3 separate regions of the Columba livia genome follow, and regions 1 and 2 are each linked to region 3. Evidence: chromatin contacts called from public Hi-C data. All regions are on one chromosome and are shown on one strand. Each heading gives the region's core, a stretch centred on a gene start, on an enhancer-like site or on the middle of the called end of the contact. The rest is flanking DNA. Distances are from core to core; before and after follow the strand shown.

Region 1 (4,666 bases), core at 172-2,671, 260 kb before region 3:
AAGAAGAGGCGACGACCAGCCCCGGTGCTCTGGGGTCTGCTATACCAGGGAATTAATGAGAGATCACCAAGCCCAGATGTTCTCAAAAGCAAAAGCCTGTGCTGAGTTTCGCCTGCATCACACATCGGATGGAGTGAGCCAATTCATCTGTGCCCTCGGCTTCATTAACTGTACGTGTTAACGGGGCAAAATCCACGCACGGGTGTGAGCAGTGGTGGCATCACTGATGTCTGCCCGGACAACCGTTTACCACTAAGTCCGGTGTTAACACCAGAGATATTGTCAAGCACGGCTGCACCGTCGGGTGTTTCCCCTAGATGTCCCCATTTAATACTTGATTTCAAGTTGGTTTTTCAGAGGATCTGAAGTTGTGCCAGGGACGAGGATGCGGAACCTTCACACTTGACACCAGTTGGGTCACATCTTCTCTAAACCAAATTCATGGCGGGTGCCCGTGGTGCTAATACACTCGAATTCCTGCTACTGGGAGTTTTTCAAATGTTTGTGTTTGGCTATTTTCGCATGAGATGAACTGGGGGAAGAAGGAAATGTCCCTCAGTTGCCAAGGGAGTTGAGGGTTGTGTTTTTACATGTGGAGATGTGTTTCTTTGCTCGGCCCCCAGCAGCGCAGCTGTACAGATGCTGTTCACTCACCACGCTCCATACACTGGGCTGAGCGGGCAGGAACATGACAGCAGCTGCTGAGGAGTTTCAGACCTTTCCTACCAGGTCTCCAGTGTTATTTGTATTTGGCATTATCCCCGGATGGTCTGGCCTCTTTCTTGCTGTGCTGGGGGCACGGGTGATGGGGAGGAAAGTGACTCATCATAAGAAAAAGATGAGGTACTAGAGAGAGCGCAGAGATGACAAAGCTGGTGAGGAGTCTGGAGCACAAGTGTGATGGGAGCGGCTGAGGGACCTGGGGGGTTCAGCTGGAGAACAGGAGCTGAGGGGAGACCTTCTGATCTCTGAACTGCCTGAAGGGAGGTTGGAGCATGGAGGGGGTTGGTCTCTTCCCTCAAGTAGCAAGTAATAGGACAAGAGGAAATGGCTTCAAGTGGCACCAGCGGATGTTCAGATTCTTCACCAGACAGGGCTGTCACACATTGGAACAGGCTGCCCAGAGCAGTGTCACCATCCCTGGAGGGGTTTAAAAGGCGTTTAGACGAGGTTCTCAGGAACATGGTTTAGTGCCAGAGTGACGTTATGGTTGGACTCGATGATCTTGAGGGTCTCTTCCAACTGAAATGATTCTATGACTCTATGACTCCCCGCCAGGGACATGACTTGCCAGCGGGGCCGAACTGAGCCGGGCCGTGCCAGACCACGCCGAGCCGAGCCGAGCCGAGCCGAGCCGTGCCCACCCGTGCCCACCCGCGCCGGGGGGCGGGCGGAGCGCGGCCGGCGGCCAATGGCGCGGGGCGGGGGCCAGGCCGGCAGGTGGAGCGGCGCCGGCTCCATGTGCGCGGCTGGAGGCGACCCCGCTCCCGCCCCGCCGCTCCCCGGGCGCAGCGGCTCCGTCCTCCCCCGGGGCCGGGCGCGGGAGGCGGCTCCGCTCGCTCCCCAGCCGCCGCCGGGCAGCCCCGCACCGCTCCGCAATGGCTTTCGCTAATTTCCGCCGCATCCTGCGCCTCTCCACCTTCGAGAAGCGGCGGTCCAAGGAGTACGAGCACGTCCGCCGGGATCTGGACCCCGGCGAGGTGTGGGAGGTGGTGGGGGAGCTGGGAGACGGCGCCTTCGGCAAAGTCTACAAGGTGGGTCCGAGCTGGGGAGGGGGGCGAAGCACCTGCGGCCCCGCGGGGGTGGCGGTGCCTCCTCCCGCGGGCCGGGGGCCCGTTGGCAGCGGCGGGATCCCCGCTCGCTGAGCAAACCGGGCAGCGGGGAGTAAAACCCATGTGGGACCCGGGGCCGGCTCCGCGCATCCCGCACGCTGGGACGGCGGGGGGCAAAGGCAGCGAGTCGTCCGGGGGTGCGGGAGGGCAACGCTTAGCTTGGGGCAGGCGAAAGGCGAGAGACAACCTTTCCTTTTCGTTTCTTTTTCCGCTTTTCCCCTTATATCGCCTGTTTTCAGAGCGATGCTTTTGTAAGGCGACGAGGTGTTCCTTGCCAAGCTTGTCGGTGCAATGAATGGAGGGAGATTTCTTGGAAGTCAGCAGTCTCGGGGCTGCCTCCAAGTTTTGCGAGCCTCCGGGGGTGACATTATTTGTATTCCTGTGGTCCTCGCCGGCAGGAAACTCAGAGCGAGAAGAGGAGCCCATCTCCTTGAGAGTGGGGACACGTCCAGCGCTATTAATGTTTAACTTGATGTTAGAGGATGGAGGTTTTAAACGCCAAAGACTCGCTGTACTTTGCACTCTGAAGCAACGGCGTTCTCGTTGATACTGTCTCCGAAACACTGCGGTGCAGCAGCTGGTGGAGGAGACTTGTGTTTGGGGCTGGCTGGAGGAGCAGGTTGGGGGTGCAGCCCCTCTGGGACACCCCCATCACCTGCATCATTGAGGACTGGGGCTGTGAATTAGCTGTTGGGCAGCTGGTTTTTGATGGTCTCATTTAAGAAGGCATTGCCTCTTCAGAATTAAGACATAAGTAGTAACTAAAGAGAAGGCCAGGAAGGGAGCTGGTTGGTTGCGGGTCAGGACAGAGGTGTTTTACCACGGTGTCCTGGGGTTTGTTGTATTTACTTGTCTCTATCATGTTATTTGATAGAAAATCTCTAAGAAACTGGCCATAAGTATCCCTGAAGTGGAACTCTGTGGCGAAGGATCCTACCACCTAATAAAATGCAATTCCTAAGGATCGTATTTAAATCCCTAATACATTTATCCTTCCAAAAGTAGCACCAGTGGTGATCAGTGCTTCTGTTACCAGTTTACTTGGTGGTGTGCATTGGAAACCCATTCGTGTGTAGCAACGTTCACTCTTCTGCTCGATAGTTATTTGCTTATATTTGCTTAAGTTTCCCATGCAATGACAGGAACGAAGTAAACATTGTAAAATAAGTTAATAGGCTTCTGAGACAAATAAAAACTTAGAAAGGATTGAAATCAGTTATTCTTTTATTTTAGACATGTATAATGTATGCAAAGCAGGCAACTTTCAGAATAAAGCTACTTTATAAGTGGCTGGTTTGGTTTTTATGTCTGTTATCATACCTGAATGCCTCTGCTATTAACTCCAGCCTCACACCAATAACAAAATTATCAGAGTAACTCTAAGTACTGTGGGCTAAGGATGTCAAGGAATAACATCTTCCTATCGCCAACTACCTCCATCTTCTTTGATCCCAAAGACAATGTGCGTTATAGTAAACGACACAGCGAGGGCTATGTGTTTATAAACAGAAGTTCACTCCATCTATAACTAGTACATTCAGGCAGCTGTCTGTTTTTGAGATGTTTTAACACGATTGACTGGGGGCGGGGGTTAACACCGTGGCAGAAATCACAAGGCTATTCTATTCTTCTTAGTAAAGTTTTAGTTCTCCACGTGCTCTGCCTGTTCTCCATCCTGGTTGGTGACCAGACGCGGTTGATTTTTGAAGAGTTCTTGTGCAAGATGTTGTTTGGTTGTTTCAGAATCCCAAATTATCCTGGTGCCACACACCATGAAGCCCCGATAACAGTCAGCAGCGTTATTGCTGGGATGTAGCATCCTGCCATGCTCAGATTTAACTTGCATATTGTCTTTCTGTGTCTCTAAATCTGGAGCACTACCCTAGGTGCAAATAGGATGGAGGTGTGAAGGAAAAGGCCTGTCCTCCTGTTTTCCTCAGCTGACAAAGAAGCCCCAAACAAACAAACCTGCTTGTGTGCAAGGAGGACATAGGTAGCCAAGGTACAATGAACAATTTTAATCATTGTCTCGAAGCCGCTTTAAATTCAACTTGCTTCTCACACAAAAGCGATGGTTTGGAGCCAGGCGGTGTTTGTACGGCTGTGAGAGTTTCAGGATGTTTGAATTAAGTTCCCATCCGTCTTCCGCCCCTTCTCCGCACGCGGAAACGCGGGGAGGTGACACAACCCGCCTACGCCGCATCCTGCCCGGCGCACCACGGGTTGTACTCGCTCCGAAGAGCCCGTTGTCCCCGAGCACTGCAAAAGGAAATCTAGATGTGGAGAAAAGAAGAAACGTGCTCTTTTTAGCGGGTTTTGTTTTTACGGCGCCAGGTTAGAGCAGGCGGAAGGAGGGTTCGGCTGCTCGGTGGTTTTATTGGTGGGTGTTGCTGTCAGGGTGGCTGGGTCACCCCATGCACTCGGCTCAGCAAACTTGAACTGGTTTGACACAGCATTTAAAAAAAGTAGGACAGGCGTGATTTAAATATATGTTAATTAAAAAGAATCAAATCCATAGTGGAGCCTGAAATGTATACAGCAGACCTTAAGAAACTTGCAGCTGGTGGAAACTAATGGGATTTCCCTATTTTTATACAAAGACCTTTTTCAGCAAAATAGGACCTGGTTGTATGAGGAAGCAGCGAAACACATTGCAGAGGTTAATGAAGCTGAGAAGTAGGAAGGGGGTGGGGAGAGACTGTTTCTTTCTAGCTCTCGTTCTACTAATGTCTTGTTTTTGGTAAGGTTATGATAAGGAAGTGATAACAGCCCATAGATAGCAACACGCTGCGTGCCAAATATGCTTTGTTACCCACCTCATTTGTTACCCAAAG
Region 2 (4,420 bases), core at 121-2,620, 320 kb before region 3:
CTTGTCCAAGGCCACAGTGGGTGTCTAGGGCAGAGCCGAGATGAGAGCACAGAAACTCGGATTGCAAAGTTCAGTCCTTGCCTCCTGTGAAGCTTATTTTGAGAAGGAATATAATTTTCAAAAGAGATAATACATTTAGAAAAAGTCTTGGTTTGTCTTTTGCACTTTATGAGCACCTTGCAAGTGCTTCCTCTTACCTGGGGTCAGACAGTAAATATTGACTTCGGCCCATCTCGAGTGTTTATATACACACCAGCACATATATGTATGTTTTACAAACAGTGTGAGTGGAGAGCAACAATGTATCTTATGAAAGAGTTCAGTACCAAATACCAGAATAACAAGTGCTGATGTGCTATTGCAAGGCTCAGTTTGGTTTTCTGCTCTTTTACTCATCAGAGCATTGAGCTCTCTTTGTAGCAGAGCTTGTGTGGAGCCCAGAGCTGTTACTACGCTTTATTTTTTGCACTATTTCTCAGTGTTCGGACTTACTGCTGGTTGGTTCAAAGATCGTCAATACATCTGAGAGTGTATGAACCCTAACTCCCTGAACCCATGTCAAGATTGCTGCTGAAACAATATAAGCCGTTGCAGCCCTAAGTGCACAGAAGTAATTTTTTTCTTCTCAGAGGACTGAAGTCAGGTGCTGATTGACCAAGAAGCAGTGACTTTGTTTAGTTTTTATTTTAATTTAAACAGGCAGTCTGTGAACACAAGAGGTGGTTGGATTATTAGGAGGATACAGATTTATCTCTGGGTGCGTGGGTACTTTATTTCCATGTGCAGATGAAATGCGGGAGAGCACGGGAAAACCCGAAACGGCACAGTGAGGAAAAGTAAATACATCTCGCCGCCTGAGGCCCAGCGACCCAGCCAGGCGGGCCCTGCTCCCCGACCCTTGCGCCCTCCGAGCCCGAAGCCGCCCGGGGCCGCTCGGCAGCGCTGCCCGCAGCCGCGGCCGCCGGACCCCGCAACCCCAGACGAAGCCCGCGGCCCTCGACCTCCCCCCCCGGCTGCCCTGTGCCAGCGGCCCGATCCCTGCGGCGGGGCCGATCGCGACGCCCCAGGGCCGTCCGCCAACTTCCACTGGGGCTTCGCCCTGTCCCGCGGGGCCGCCGAGCCCGCTCGGGGATGAGGTGCGGCCGCGGGCTCGGCGGCCTCGGGGCCGCGTTCAGGCCCTGCCCGGCCCGGCCCGCGGGGCGCCTCAGCACAGGGCCAGGCGGACCGGCGGGCCTGCCCGGTGCGGGCCGGGACCAGGGCGAGCCCGAAGCCGGGGCGGGCCCCGGCGGGCCGGAGGCGGAGCCGGGCGGCGGGAGGAGGCCGCGCCTCGGGGGCGGTGTTGCAGACCGAGGAGGCGGCTCCGAAGCCACCGCGCCTGCCCGGCCGGCGGCGGAGCTCGGCTACAGGGGGAGGGGGGTGGGGGGGCGGCTCGGCGGCGGGTCTGCGGGCCGGGCGGGCCCCATGGGCGGGTGTGTGGGCTCCCACCACGACTCCTCGGGCAGCCTCAACGAGAACTCGGACGGCACCGGAGGTGAGTGCCGGACCCCGGGGGTGGGTGGGGGGAGCCGGGCGGGCCGCCCCCGGCGCCGCGGGGGGACCCCGGGGCGGGCGCTGCGGGCCGGGGCCTGCGGCGGGGACGAGCCGGGCGGCGGGCGGGGGAACCGCGCTGGCCTCGCTGGCCTCGGGGCGCCGCGCCCGCCTCCTCCCCCTCCCCGCGCCCGGCCCCGGTGCGGCTGCCCGGGCCGTAACTTTCCCGGGGCGGTGGGAGTGCGCGGGGGCCGCGCTGGGCTCCCCCGGCCGGCACACACCCCCGGGGCTCGGCGGGGGCCGGGCGGGCGCAGCCCCGCGGGCAGGGCGGCCCCGCTGTGGTTGGGGCTCCGCGGAGCGGCCTCTCGGCCGGCCTGGGCGGCTGCTGAAATAGAGACCGGCCGGGGAAAGGGCCTGCCTGGGGCTCCCAAACTTTGTTTTCCTTGGGCTCAGCTCCTTGTGGTGTGCGGAAAAGAATTATTCAGACAACTTAGATCCTGGCACTGCTGCGGGTTGGTTTGTTTGTTTCTTTTTATTTGCTCCAAGTAACATGGATGCTTTCCTCCAGCCAAAATTAACCATGCTAAATAATCAATTTCCAGCGACTTCAGATGCTGGAGCAGCCGAGTGTTGAGGTGCACACCTACTGAGCAAGTGTGGCTTGTGTGGAAACTGCTGCAGTGGAAGCGGCTTTTACCCTTGTGTTTTTCTCTACCTAAATGTGTGAATGATTGCTTTTTCAACGGCCTTGGGTTTGTGGACCCCTGATGTTCTCCTGCTGAGCTGTATATGCTTTATAGTCATTTAAAGGCAGCCTACCAACGGGAAACTTGACTTATAAGTAGTCCTCACACATGCAGGGTCCATAGATTTCAGGTTGAAAATTGCTGACCTAGGTCCACGTTTTCCCATGTGCCTTATGCAATATTATTTATCAGCCTGGTTTCATTTCAGATGCCCCAGCTGGTGGGTGTTCTGTCATATCAGTGACTTTGCTGTCATTCCATAATGTAAAAAAATGCAGCACTTACAATTATATCTGAAGCAGCCACCTGCTGATTAATACCAGATAGAAATACCAGAAAGTCCAGCTGCTAAGAAGTGTGTAGGATGTAGTCACATCGTTGTCATTAAAAGGAATTTTACAGCTGTGACTAGTATGAGTCTTCCTTACTCTTTTCCGTTATTGAAAAAAAAAAGGGGGGGTGGGGGGGAAGAAGTGGGTTATCTAAAATGCATCTGTATTAAGAGGACTTATCAACCAGTAAAAAAATGCAAGAGTTTGAGTGTGGAAAGGATCAGAGCATATTAGAAGTAGAAGAAAAAGAATGGCAGGAATCATCACATACCCAAGAAATCTTGATCAGAAAATACCGTGAAAAGCTACGCCGACGTTTGTTCCTAAACCTGCTTCAGCAGCTAGGTGTTATGAGGTGAGATCATGTCACAGAAATAACCTCGCTTTAATTTCCTCACTCTTATCTTGCCTGTGCTGCCGAATGAATGAGATGATAGGAGGGAAAAAATATCAAGAGTTTGGCTGATATTGTAGAACAGTGTTTTGACACAGGCGGTAGCGGTGCGTGGGGTGGGCAGTATCCATCCAAGGGTCGTCGGGTGCTGTCCTGGATGGACCAGCTGGGAGCGCGTTTCTGCTTGGTGTTTACGCGCCGGGACACGCTGCTGTTTTGGGGTTAAATAACCTATTGTGCTTAGTGCGTTGGAACAGCAGCTGGCTTTTTTGAGATGTAAGAGATGTGAAATGCATGTCAGCTGGCTCGTGTTGATTCATGCTCTAAGGATAATGTTCCTTAAGGTTGTCTCGCTGAAGTGAGAAGTGATGAAATTTCAGTTGAATTATGGGCTTCTTAGGACTGTCTTAAACCATCAGCTCCAGTGTGCAATAGCCTGTTTTGTAACATTACGTATCTGTTCCTGCCTTTCAACAAGAAAAGGGGGTGTAGGTTAAGCTGAAAGAACCTCAGAATATCTTTTATAAATCCAACACCTGAGATGTCAAAGTCCAGTCTGCACTAATTCTCTTGGCTTTACAATATCTGCAAACGTGCTCATGCCAAGTATGAAATGTAACTTGCTCTCTCAAGAGAGAGCGTGTGTCTTGAGGTATCAGCAAGTGAGCCAGCTGAAGCACAAGCACACACGATGTGGTGGTGACTGGACCTGTGCAGAAAGGTGGTTTATTCCTGTTTCCCATATAAGGCTCATTTCCTCCAGCTCCTGAGCTGTGACCTGCCTTGGTGTGTTCACTTGCAGGTTGCTGTCAATGAGCACGGCCAGATCATTTATAAATCTCAGGAAGGTATTTTGGAACAGGAACATCTCACTTCTGACCAGAGTGTTCCCAGTGCTGGACTGATTTGGGGGAGGCTTCATCTTTTCCCCAGACTGGAAAAGTTTTTGGAGAATTACAAGTAGTCAAGTGATTGATTAGATGGTAATAGCTGCACTTGATGCTGTGTCAAAGTGGGAGCTGCGTCTCCAATCTGATTCATACCGGTCTCAATCTATTAGAGTCCTGTGAGGAGCTGGTGGAATCTCGCTCAGTTGTGTCACTGGAGTTGAGACGAGGATTTGTCACATCCCGGTATTCTCCTCGGTCCTTTTGTCAATCAGTGGCACTTCCCATTAGTTCTGTGCTGCTTGGCAGAGCTGACAGTGTGCCCTGACCGCTTGGGCTTCCTTTGTCTTTTACCGGGGGTATTTTTCAAGGTCAAGATGCTCGCGTGTATCCAGAGAGTCTTTTCATATACTCAGGTGTGTCTCTGTGCGTAATTTTGAGTTAATAAAACATACTAGCTCTCCTACATGTATACCAGCTTATTGCACGTTTCTGTTTGCATTGACCGAAGCAGGAGGAGTCTGTTCCTTAACA
Region 3 (4,180 bases), core at 462-2,961:
CACCCAAAGCATTCATTTATTAGTAATACGATCAGCCCTTAACCCACAGGAGCTAACAACACCTTGCAGAACAGCTGAGACCCTCCCTTAAGGTACATACTCTCCTGAACTCACTATTGCCCCACACACCTGAGAGCAATAGCCAGTAGGAAACAAGGCTTAAAAGTTCTGCCTGCAATTACTAATTTCCTGAAATGAGAAGTACTTACTGCAGATTTAGACGCCCAAGTCCTACTCTGCATTGCCCTGCATCCCTTGTTGTGCAGTAGGTAGCACGCAGCATCAGCGTGAACCTGCTCGACAGCTGGATTTCTGCAAACACATTTGCCCTTCAGAAGAGAGGTGGGCAACGCAAACTCATGCTCCAAACGCTCCCAGCCCAGCCCCAGAGAGACCTTTCCCTCACCTCTGTGCCCCACACACTTGTACGGAGGTTCAGCCACCAGCACCCAGGAGTGCACCCTCACAGGTCACCCTGCTGCACATCACAGCACTGAATTTACACATTAAATAAACGACAGTACTCCAGTAGCAAAATATTTTGGGTTTCCCCAAAGGAAGAGAAAACAAAACTAAGTACTTAAAATATTTTGAAAGAAGTAATTAAATCAGAACAATGCCTGAAAAATTGATCAAATTTCTAACATTGCCATTAAGAATCAGGCGTGAAGAATGACAATGTTTTGTTTCAAAATGAAACTGTAGCAGGTCACACACATCTGGAAAACAATATGCAGATCCTAAAGGCCAGGAGCCAAGGGGAGATTAACGAGGAACAAGTTCAGTCTTGTTGAAACTCACTACTGTATAGCAATACTGGTAACAATGATGATGCTTCACTTTTAGTTTAGATGTTACCCAAGACTTTTCTTATTCCCAGCCAGGATTATTTCCATTCTGGAGTGCTGGCACCTTGTACCGGTTGGCTGCGTTCAGTTATCAGCTCCCTTCAAATCCAGCCAACCAGGCTGCCGACTGTTGGCCTCTTTGGACATTCACAAGACGCATAAAAGGCAACAAGAACCTGACACCGGCTGCAGGGCCAGCACAAACCCGTTTGTTTTCCCAGGTCTGTTTTCCTGGCCTGCGAGCTGGGATTGGCAGACAATTTTGGAACGAAGGACTTTGAATTACAGCAGGTGGATTTGGCAGCACTGCTGCTCGGGCAGCGACTGCAAAGGATGAAAGTGCATTGATCGCCACCGTTCTTGCTGGGGGTAGAGAAAGGAAACAAACCGCACACGCTGCGCTCTCTGGAGCTCGGTAACGAGCAGGAACTCAGACCACTGCATACACATTCTTTCTGCGGCACGACCGTAGCTCAGCGGGTCCAAGCACAAGCACTTTGTCTGTCAACACGCGTGTCACCGATGCCACCGCCACATCCTCCCCACCCTGCGGGACAACGCGGGGCGGCCCCTTTGTGGGTTATTTGGTTTTGTCAAGCCCACAGCACAGCTATGCGCTCCCCGCATGCGGCAGCTCCAGCGCGGAGCGAAAGGCCGGACCGGTCCCGTCCCGGCTCCGTCCCATTCCGTCCCGGGGAGCAGGGACGCTCGGCCCCGCACTTACCGATGCTGGCGGCGCTGCGCAGGACGGACTCAGCGTTCCCCATGGCCGGGCGGAGCGGAGCGGGACGGCGGGAAGCGGACGGCAAGAGACCAGGAGGTGACCGGGCAGCCCCGCGCTCCCGTCGATTCGAAGCTGCCGCCCGTCCCGCCCAGCACCGCCACCGCCAACCGCCGGGCGCGGGCGGGGCCGCAGGGGCGGAGCGGAGCGGAGCTGCTCGGCTGGGCTGGGCTGGGCTGGGCTGGGCTGGGCTGGGCTGGGCTGGGCTCATCAGGGTCCCCGGCTCCTCTCCGGCAGGAGGGGCGGTGTCTGCACCCCCGGCCGCCTGCACTGGAGAGGTGTCCGCGTGGGTGTCAGCCCGCACCAAAGCACCGACCTCAGCTGTAAAGGGAGGTGCCTGCAGCCATGTCATCCCGCAAAGGGATGTTTCGCACCCATGGCAACCGACAAAGGGAGGTACTTCACCCGTGCACTCTCGTCAGTCGGTAAAACCTAGGTGTCTGTGGTCATGCTCCCCTGCCAGCCTATAAAGGCGGTTCTTTTAACATGTGTACTCGCACCAATCCATACAGACCGGTTGTCTGTGCCCCCACCAGCCCAATAGCGGTCTCACATGCCTTGACATTTTCAATGAACGGGCTACAGACATGAGGCTTCTCCATGGTCCCTGCACAATGCTGATAAAAGTAACATACTAGAAATGCTTCCTTTCCTAAAAAGACTTTAAAAAAAATTTAAAAGACAGCACTAGTGCAGACTAGTGGTCCACAGCAGTAATCTTCACTAGTGTGCAGCTGTGTGCTGATACACAGCTGCTTCTAGGAAAGGGCCAAGAGCAGGGAAACGCCTCTATCACATCACAGGGTGAAGATTTCTTCCCCATCTCAGAAAGTGTGTGGTCCTCTGGTGCCACAAGCTGGGAGATTTATAGTAGAGATGAGTCCCACTGCCCCTGAGGCACTGTGTTCCCCATTATTTCATTTGCTCTTATCCTTTGCAGAGGACTGGTGTGGATTTCAGAGGAATTTAATGAGCAAAACAGAAGGCTTAAGGTTCCTGAGTCTTTCTACTGTCACAGCAGCCCTGGGAATAACAGAGAGAATGAAGGAAAATGACAGTAGGGAGGCCACCGTTTATCCCAGTGCCGATTTCATCTTCCACAGCTGCATCCAGAACATCATCACTGGGTGCTAGCAGCTTCAAATTGTTTAGATGCAGATTAAGACACATCCTGCCCTCAAAACCACAGACAAAATAATGGGAACACGATGCGCAGACAAGCATGTTGCTGCTTTGAGCCTGGGAACGAGCTGAGTCCAGGAGAACAGCAGCAGTGATGCCTTTGCAGGGGCTCTGCTGCCTTCCCTGCTCCATGCCAGTACATCTTATCAGACACCACGGTTATGTGTGGAGAGCCCTGCTGAGGAAGGGATGTCTTCCTTGAGTGTGAGCAGCAGAGTGAGTGTGCCATGCAGAGACTCCTTATCTGGCTGCTAATGCACTTTTTATCTTCTCCGTTAGGTGAGAGCAACACGGCAGGGGCTCTGGTACTCGAGCAACCTTCCGAGCCGACAGTGCTCTCCTCACACGTGGCAGTTTTTAGTCACCTCGTCACCAGGTTTAGGATCATTAGCGTGGCTTGGTTTTCTAATAATAACCCTCGTACCAACAATAATAACAGCCGCACAATCCAGAAGAACTGCTGAGTGTTCACAGTAGTTCCTGAGCAAGTTGGGACTGGTGGCAGGACGCGAGCTGCAGCCCTGAGTAACACCAGCCGTTACAACAGAAGGGCATTGATTTCTCAGACTTTCTCAAAGCAAAAGGGAGGAGGTGTCTTGCTCTGTTTATTCCCAGAAAACACTTAGACACACTCTCATTCCTGAGGAGGGCGAGTAGCATACAGAGCAGCTTTCCCAGCCCTCTAATAACAGGGAAGTTGCTTCCACCTAAGCAGGTGCGATGGGAACCTGCCTGCAGAGGCAGCATGTGCAGAATCACCCACTGCCCGGTGATGACCCCGGTGCCAAGGAGAGCAGCCTCAGAGCTGGGCGGCTGGCACACTCAGCACACAGCACTACTCAACCATCTCATTTTGGGCGGCTGGGCCAGGAACACAGTCCCTGCTGTCCTGGCAAACATTTCCCAAGTGATAAGAGCAGCCTCTTTTTATCTACATTTTCTCCCACCCCTGTTCTAGCCACTGCCAGGTTGTCCCCAGGAGAAGGAGAAACCATAAGCAGGTTACACTGTGTCACTCAGCCAGACAGAGGAGGCTGGAGGGACCCTGACAGCTCTGCTCCAAGGGGTAGAGATACAAACCCCAAGAGGAGGATGCAGGAGGGGTGTGTGGCTCTTTCCCATTCAGCCCCCTGCCGATCTACACCCAGCCCCTGGGACGGGCTCTCGGGAGGTGTTGCTTCATCTGCTGGTCACGGCACAGAGCTGAGGTTCAGATGACCTTCTGACAGAGGTTGTCTGTTTGCTTGGAAGAGCTGTTGTCAAATCACTTCAACCTCTCCATGCAGCTTCACTCCATAGGGGAGGGATAACGCTGCTCAGGGAGGTTGTGTGGTTGGTGTTTAAAACTGGCCTGTAACGTTCAACAGTG

What was found. Hi-C and Micro-C count contacts between places; a contact is called where the count stands out from the background.
Region 1: a Hi-C map of liver shows a contact between it and region 3, with 6 times the contacts expected there. The contact joins the promoter of STK10 here to the promoter of NEURL1B in region 3. A contact is called at or near these places in 2 of 2 Hi-C or Micro-C datasets (crop and liver).
Region 2: a contact with region 3 is called in a Hi-C map of crop, with 6 times the contacts expected there. The contact joins the promoter of UBTD2 here to the promoter of NEURL1B in region 3. A contact is called at or near these places in 2 of 2 Hi-C or Micro-C datasets (crop and liver).

The regions. Positions count from the first base shown.
Region 1 is chr14:2,391,634-2,396,299 of bColLiv1.pat.W.v2, forward strand. It overlaps STK10 (serine/threonine kinase 10), which reads left to right and starts at 1,422. Exons shown (of 19, transcript XM_065029509.1): 1 at 1,422-1,754. The coding sequence starts at 1,599.
Region 2 is chr14:2,332,614-2,337,033 of bColLiv1.pat.W.v2, forward strand. It overlaps UBTD2 (ubiquitin domain containing 2), which reads left to right and starts at 1,371. Exons shown (of 4, transcript XR_010466091.1): 1 at 1,371-1,531.
Region 3 is chr14:2,648,378-2,652,557 of bColLiv1.pat.W.v2, forward strand. It overlaps NEURL1B (neuralized E3 ubiquitin protein ligase 1B), which reads right to left and starts at 1,712. Exons shown (of 5, transcript XM_005509458.3): 1 at 1,573-1,712. The coding sequence starts at 1,615.